Linked DNA regions of Mus musculus: region 2 is linked to region 1. The links are chromatin contacts, called in public HiChIP or PLAC-seq maps. All regions are on one chromosome and are shown on one strand. Each heading gives the region's core, a stretch centred on a gene start, on an enhancer-like site or on the middle of the called end of the contact. The rest is flanking DNA. Distances are from core to core; before and after follow the strand shown. Region 1 has its middle 18 kb from the start of Taf8. Region 2 has its middle 22 kb from the start of Tfeb.

Region 1 (4,043 bases), core at 173-2,672:
GTCCAGAGCCTCTTGTGTATGCTGAACGCTTGGCACGGTGCCAACTCTAATGATACTCTGCTGAACAAGACATACATAGTTCCTACCTCCAGGGAATTCACTCTAGTGGGAAACTACACAAAATGAAACTAAAAGTGTTGTAGGCTGTAGAGGGTGCCAGAAGGGGCTTCTACCCTGCAGGGAGAAAGTCTTCACTTGGCTCCTGGTTGTCCTGTGCCTCTCCTTCCAGCCCTTCAGCCTGTCCCCCATTCCACCCTTCCCTTCTGCAGTCACTCAAACAGCAGTTGAGCTTTTTCTAAGGGAGACCATTTGGATACAGACACTGACAAATACCAGGGTAGACCTAGGTCCCTGCTTCCCCAGCTCTTACAGTGTGTGTGTGTGTGTGTGTGTGTGTGTGTGTGTGTGTGTCAGCCCACAGTGTGTCTGTGTGTGTGTGTGTCTGTGTGTGTGTGTGTGTGTGTGTGTGTGTGTGTGTGTGTGTATGTGTGTGTGTGTGTATGTAGGGGATGGAGGGGCAGTGGACAGCCCACAACACACGTGGTATGTCAGTCCCGTGGTGCCATCAGAGACCTGGAGGAAAAGAATTGAAGGATGGGACAAGGAAACTAAGAGCCATAAGGGGTAGGTAGTGTGCAAAGCTTGGGCTACTAACCTGGGGAGCAGGCAGTGGCCAAAGCCTTCACAGAAGCCAAGCAGGCACTGGGGCTTGGGAGGAGAGGCTGGGGGAGGGGCCAGCCAGAGAACCGAATGGCCTGTCCTCCACCCACCCTGCTTCTTTCAGGATCTCTGACAGGGGATTTGAGACCTGTTGATATAGGCCATATGAGCAGCCACTTTGTGGGGGCAGAGTTTGGTGCCGTTCTGGCAGGGCAGATAAAGGCAGCACTTGTCACAAAATAGGGCAGGAGGAATTATTGTGGGAGCTGCCCTTTAAAAAAAAAAAATGGCCTAAGAAGAACGTTGTAGTTGAGTAGAGCACAAAGTGCAGCCATCTTTGTGGAAAGAGAACAGCAAACAAGCATACTCTCTGTCAGAGGCAGGAGCGTGTGTGCCCCCAGACTGTAGGCAGACTTGCACGGGAGGGTCAAGTGGGCTCAGTTCAGCAAGGGCTTGGGGTGCTGTTCAGAGGGAGATGTGGAGGCAGAGGACCATAGGCAGGGCTGGGAACAAGGTCAGTCAACTCCTCACAGAGGGTGGCATTTCCCAGTTAGGATTTATGGTGGGGTGAAGGGGTGGAGCAGCTAGAGCTAGCCATTCAGGAACTGGGGGGGACGGACTGGCCCTAGCCCCAGAGAGCCAAAGTGTACCCTACCTAAGAAGAGGCAGGAAACAGAAACCTACTGATAGCCTGGAGGACACCCTCCTGTGGAGGCCTGTGTTACCAGGGAGATGGGTAAACAAGAGGGAACCTGTTCTGCCTCCTCTGACCAAGAGAAAGAAGGGGGCTGGTCTGAGGCCTCTGCTGAGATCTCAGTGGGTGGGGTTGGCCCAGTGAGCCTTTGAAAGAGGAGGGTAAGCAGAGGGAGGATGGGAGGGGAGGCAGAGGGAGGAGGGGAGGGGAAGGTAGGCAGAGGGAGGAGAGGAGGGTAAGCAGAGGGAGGAGGGGAGGGGAGGCAGAGGGAGGAGGGGAGGGGAGGCAGAGGGAGGAGGGGAGGGTAAGCAGAGAGAGGAAGGGAGGGCAATAGAGTGCAGCTTGGAGCTGGCCTGAGAGGCATGAGATCCAGGCCTCCTTGGGCCTGGGGCTCTTGTCCCATCTCTGTGGAGCCAGTGTAGAGTCAGTTGTAAGGAGGCCTTGCCCTTGTAAAACCTGATTATACCAGGCTGGGGGTGGGTTGGGGCATTTCTGTCACTTCCACATCAGTAAATCAGGACGATCCCAGGAAAGGGCAGCTGGAGTGGATGAGGCTTCCCATGTGGTGCTAGGAAGAACCACACCCCTTTATCCTGAGGGTCCCAGGCTCTCCAAATGCCCCAGGGCCCAGTGCCCTGCTGGGCACACTCTCTACCACTGCGTGACATGTGACATCCCCAGCCCAGAGGCATGCCCAGGGCAGAGCAGGGAGGCTCTTCCCAGTGTCTTTGTAGGAACAAGAAGAGCCTGAGCCTTGTCGTTTATTGCCACCTCTGAGTTTTCCTGGTGACAGGTTTATCATTCTTCTGTTTCGCTCAGGGTCACCCAGAAGCGAGTGCTTAAGTCTCTGACCATCAGCGTGCACAGCCCCAGCTGCCAGTCTGGGGAGAGGAACCAAGCCTACAGGTACAGATTTGTCATGGATGCTTCCAGCCCTGGAAACAAGCGCAAGGAATTTCCCCTCCTGGTGTTTATGGTTTAGGTCCTCTCCATTTGCTTACATCATTGTTCCGTCTTTGTTAGAAGCTATTTTATTGACTCGTGAACAGATGATGTATGAATTCAGCACAGAACTTGGAAGACAGAAGAAGATATAACACGTACCTCCCTCTCCCACCCCAGGCTCTCTGGCCTTTCCCCGAAGCTCCTGATGAGTCAGTATGGTTTTATGTACCAAACACACATGTAAATATACCCTTTTATAGCGGGATAGATACCGTATAAACAGTATTTTCTCCTAGTGGTTAGTGTGTCCTCTGTGCGAATAATAAAGAATTTCTTTTTTTTTTTAAGATTTATTTATTATTATATCTAAGTACACTGTAGCTGTCTTCAGACACACCAGAAGAGGGCGTCCGATCTCTTTAAAGATGGTTGTGAGCCACCATGTGGATTTGAACTTAGGACCTTCAGAAGAATAGTCAGTGCTCTTAACCTCTGAGCCATCTCTCCAGCCCAATAAAGAATTTCTGATTCAAGGCTCTATAGTCCTGTGACAGAGGTTCTTTCTGTGCTCATCCTTGTGACTTGTTGGGTGACAGACGGGGCCTTTACACCTTCTGCTTTGGGGGGGGGGTGTTGTTTGTTTGTTTTTCAAGGCAGAGTTTCTTGATGTAGCCCTGGATGTCATAGAACTTTCTCTGTAGACCAGGTTGGCCTCAAACTCAGAGATCTGCCTGTCTCTGCCTCTCAATTACTAGGACTTAAGGTGAGATGTGCATCATCACCAGGCCCTGTCTTTTTTTTTTTTTTTTTTTTTTTTAAGATTTAGTTTTAGCCAGGCATCATTTGGGAGGCAGAGGCAGACAGATCTCTGTGAGTTCAAGGCTAGCCTGGTCTACATAGGGAATTCCAGAATAGCAAGGGCTGCTTAGAGACATTCTGGAGAGAGAGAGAGAAGAGACAGAGACAGAGAGAGACAGAGAGAGAGAGAGGGACAGAGACAGAGAGACAGAGACACAGAGAGACAGACAGAGAGAGAGAGAGAATGAATTAGGTGGAGGTGTATATGCATGAGAGACTGGTACCCACTGAAGCCAGCAGAGGGCGCCAGATCCCCTGGAGTTGGAGCTACAGGCAGTTCGTAAACTGTCTGATGTGGATGCTGGGAATGAAACTTGTATCTTCTGGGAGAGCAAGCTCTGCATGTTCCTTTTCCATTTTGAGGACCCATCTGTTTCATTTTATGTATGAGTGCTTTGCTTGTATGCACATATGTGCACCACCTGTGTGTAGGACCCACAGAGGTCAGGAGGGGGTATCAGATCCCCGAGAACTGGACTTCCAGATGCTTGTGAACCACCGTGAGGGTGCTGGGAGCTGATCCTGGCCCCTCTGTAAGAGCAACGAGTGCTCTCCTTAAGCACAGAGCCATTTTGTCAACAGCACCCCTCCTCCCAGCTCTTTTGTGTGTCCAATCAGTTAATATGTGTGTGTGTGTGTGTTGCTTTGCTGCACATGTCTGCTAAGCAGGTCACCCAGTCCTGAATCTGCCAGTTCACACTCCCACTGAGCGAGTGCCTGCCTCTTCACCATGCAGTGGCCTGAGACCAGGGAACGTTTGCTGGTCTGCTGGTAGGAACCAGTGTCTTCCCATGGCCTGATCCCAGGGCAGTCGAGTGCTCAGAGGAGGGGGCAGTCTCTTTCTGGGTCTGGGGCTGGTGACAATTGCGTTGGACATTCAAGATGA
Region 2 (4,011 bases), core at 861-3,360, 280 kb before region 1:
ATGGATGATATAACAGATAGACTGATGGATGTATACAGTTTTTTTTAATTTGTTGTGTGGGTGTGTGCATCACATGTCACAGAGTGGGTGTGGAGGTCAGAAAACAACTTTCAAGAGTCACTTCTCTCATTGTGGGTTCTGGGGAATTAGACTCAGATCATCGGGTTTACACACTGTGTATTTTACGTGTGGTCCCCAGCCTTGGGCTGGCTAGGTAGCTGTGACTGCATAGTCCTTGCTCCTTCTCCTAACTCCTGTGTGAATCCCTTCACCACTTGCTGGGGATGCTTTTAAGGGCTTTCTCGTGTGCTACTTCATGGGACCTTCTCAAGACCAGGATGGGGCTGGAGAGATGGCTCAGAGGTTAAGAATACTGGCTGCTCTTCCAGAGGACCTGAGTTTAGTTCCCAGCAGCCACGTGGTGACTCACACCATCTGTAATGGAATCTATTGCCCTCTTCTGGTGTGTCTGAAGACAGTGACAGTGTACTCAATAAATAAATAGAGGAGGAGGAGGAGGAGGAGGAGGAGGAGGAGGAGGAGGAGGAGGAAGGGGAGGAGAAGAAGAAGGAGGAGGAGAAGAAGAAGATGAAGAAGATGATGATGAAGAAGATGGTAATGAAGAAGAAGATGTTGAGAAGCTGAGGCACTGAGAAGTCTCTGTCCAATGTTTGAATTTTTTTTTTATTTCATGAGTGTGTCTTTTCCATGCATGCATGCATGAATGTATGTATGTATGTGTACCACGTGCATGCCCAGAGCCTGCAGGGATCAGAAGAGAGTGTTGGGTCCCCTAGAACTGGAAAGACAGATAGCTGCGAGCCACCATGTGTCGGGAATCAAACCTGGGTCCTCTGTAAGAGCAACATGTGTTCAGAACAGCTGACCCGAACTTCTAGTCCCCTGCCCCGGTTTCTGATTAGTGTGTGAGCTTTCCAAGGCCTTTCCTGGTGCTTCTCTTCCTCGGCACCACCCACAATCCTTCCAGTACCCAATGCTACCCTCTGGGTCACGCCTGCCATGCTCATGCATTGAGAGCTTGTTTTATCCACTGCTGTGTCATGAGGGGAGGACACAATGGCAGGGTGTTGGGAAAGGTATAAACGGAGCAGTACGTCCGAGCAGCACGGGGGGAGACTCCGGGACAGACACCACCCTGGGCGTCTCCTTCTAGTTCCTACCATCTCCACCTGTCCCCATGCGCCAATCCTGGCATCTCAGTCTCACAGGCACCTTTAAGGAATTCCCTGTCCCTTTGCTGAGGTACTGAAGGAAGATGCCGGGCCTCATGCCCAGGATGGGCAAGGCAGCTAGGAAGATGGGCCTGGGGACTGGGGCTCCTGGACTAGGTACAACTAAGGAGGTGAAAACAGGGACCCCACAGGGGACATGTCTGGGGACTCTCCCTTTGGCCTTCAGCTTGAGTGTAAGGCAGGGTGGGACCCTTCTTGCTGGGAGCCAGGTGGCTCATGGCAGGTTCCTTTGCTACAGAGGCCCCCTTCAGGCTAGAAACCTGAGGAGCTACAGAGACTCAAGCCAAACTCTCAGAATAGAAGCATCCAGAGGCAGGATGTCCTGTTTGCCAGTGGAACTAGGCCTGGGAAGGGGGCTCAGGCCCAGCCTATAGAGCTCGAGAGAGAGATTCTAAGCCCAGTCTTGGCCACAGCTCACCTCTGTACAACTTTCCCTTATTGGTAGGGTATATACAATACAGCTGGCATAGGGAAACTGAGGCAGAGCCTGCTTTCTAGCCTTGGAGGCTTGCTGCCCCCACCAACCATACCACCCTTGATTACTATTCCCTTTGCTTTACAGAGCACATGGGGGCTCTATGTCCTCACGTATCTGGTTCCCTTCAGATCCCAGACGAAGCTGTTTCTCGGGAAGAAGTTTGCCTTGCTTTTTCCAAGCTTGGCTGTGAAGAGCTGGGGGGTCCAGCCTGAACTCGGGGACCAGCAGTCAAGCAACTCCGCACCCCTGGCCCCACCACAGAAGTCTCTCCTAATCACCAGCGCCCCTGCCCCCTCACCAGAGCTTGAGGGCTCAGGCCCTTGTGGGAGCCAGTGCTGGTGTTGATAGTGCTGGTGCCAGGCCCATGACGCAGGCCTGAGGCCCAGGCACACAATGGGGCTGTGTGTACACCCAGCATCACCCTGGAGCAAAGCTAGGCAGGCCAGCATCTGGGCTCCGGCCAAGAATTCATTTCCCCGAAGAGAGCCTCCCACCCCTCCTGGGCAGCAGGCTGGAGAAAAGGCTACAGGGATAGGCAAGTACTCCCTAGCCTTGGTCCAGGGAGGAGAAGGCAAACAGGCCACTAGGAAGAGGGACTCCTGAATCTCCGCTAGTTGCCTGCTCTCTTGTGAGGGATTTTGCATGACAGAGACAGTGTATCCTGGGATTGTAGTCCCAGTGACGGAGAGGGCAGAGGGACAAGAGAGTGGCCTGGCCCCACATGTGGGACTTTTCTGCTCCCTCCACAGCCTGCCCAGTGTGGGCTTCACTTGCACAGGTTTTTTGAGGCACCCCGGACCTCTGGCCATATAGCCTGTACTGGGCATCCTCCCTGGGGGAATGAGTCACCAGCTGGCTGTAGCCAGCATGCCAAGCAGGCCGTGGGCAGGTTCAGCTGCCTGCTCCTCTCCCTGGCAGGTCTCAAGGCAGAAAATCACTCAGACGGTATCAGGTGTTGACCACAGTGTCCCAGACTGGACTTCGTCCGGCCACTTCCTCTGGGGCAGGGATCGCCAGTGCCTGCACTCTGGGCCTCCATGCCTCCTTTGGCTGCAGGCTGAAGCTCCACAGATAGGGGCATTAAACTGCAGGAAAAGGCAGCCATGTCCCCCAGGAACAAGCAGGGTTCGAGCAGGGAGTGAGAGTGAAGCTCCCGTGGGCATGGGGAAGGGAGGAAGCCAACGTGGTACCTCAGGCTTCGGCCCTTTGCTGAGATCACTTTCCGTTCTCCTGAGCTGGGAAGGCACCTGGTGACAGGAGCTTGCTGCCCTTGCTCCCTCTGAGGCTCCACAACAGATTACACAAATGTGCAGCCCACACTCCCCAAAGGTCACAAATAAAAGTCACAGTGACAACCTTTGCCCCTGAGACACAGATAGATGACAGGTCGCTCATTTTCCGAAGGGCAAAGGCCTCCATTTTCCTAGCCAAGCAAGAGTAGTCACGGGCATCCTGTCAGCCTCACACAGTAGAACATGCATAATCCATGTGTGTGTGAGTGGATGTGTGTGGATGGATGTGTGTGTATATAGGTATGTGTGTATATAGGTGTGTGTGTGTGTGTGTATGTGTGTATATGGATCTGTGTGTGTGTGTGTATAGGTGTGTGTGTGTGTGTGTGTTCAGATGTATAGAGGTGTATGTATGGATAGATGTGTATGTGTGCATTTGTGTGGATGTATGTGTACAGATGTGTGTGTGGATGTGTACATGTGTATATATGTGTATATAGGTGTGCATGTGTTTGTGTGTGAGTGTGTACATAGGTGCATATTTGTATGTGGATGTGTCTATGTGTGTGTGTTTGTGTGTAGAATTGTGTTTGTGTGTGTGTAGAACTGTGTATTTGTGTGTGTGTAGGGCTGTGTGTGTTTGTATGCAGATGTGTGTGTTTGTGTGTGTAGGGGTATGTGTGTTTGTGTATATAGGGGATATGTGTTTGTATGTAAGTGTGTGTGTGTATGTATGTATAGGTATATGGGTGTTTGTTTGTGTGTGGATGTGTGTATAGGTGTGTGTGTGCATGTGGATTTGCACAATGCCTGTCTTCACCATGACATGACTCCTGTGCCCTGAGGACAGAGCCTGAGGCCGTGGGGCCTGGTGGAGACCATCCCTTTACTCTAACAGATGAACAAACAGGCTGGCTGGGGAAGAGTCTCTGTTCAAGGTTACGATGGAGTCTAGAATCCAGGGCTGGGGTAGTGTGAGGCTAGCTCAACAGAGTAGGAGACAGGAACTCCGAAAGAGGGCAGAAAGAAGAGGAAGGTGAGACGAGAA

The links. HiChIP or PLAC-seq counts read pairs in DNA pulled down with a chosen protein or histone mark.
Region 2: an HNF4G HiChIP or PLAC-seq map of pancreatic cancer cells shows a contact between it and region 1. The contact joins two enhancer-like sites. A contact is called at or near these places in 1 of 115 datasets of contacts at active chromatin or transcription factors (pancreatic cancer cells) and 2 of 9 other capture datasets (adipose tissue and liver).

What each region holds. Positions count from the first base shown.
Region 1 is chr17:47,481,965-47,486,007 of GRCm38.p6, reverse strand. It overlaps a transcript of Taf8 not described here. Among named protein-coding and RNA genes, the nearest start is that of Taf8, 18 kb to the left of the region's middle. Within about 2 kb of position 1,422, at least 124 of the 459 cell types and tissues checked have an H3K27ac peak or open chromatin away from gene starts, as enhancers often do. A contact at or near this core is called in pancreatic cancer cells, where this site is marked.
Region 2 is chr17:47,761,285-47,765,295 of GRCm38.p6, reverse strand. It overlaps a transcript of Tfeb not described here. Among named protein-coding and RNA genes, the nearest start is that of Tfeb, 22 kb to the left of the region's middle. Within about 2 kb of position 2,110, at least 163 of the 459 cell types and tissues checked have an H3K27ac peak or open chromatin away from gene starts, as enhancers often do. A contact at or near this core is called in pancreatic cancer cells, where this site is marked.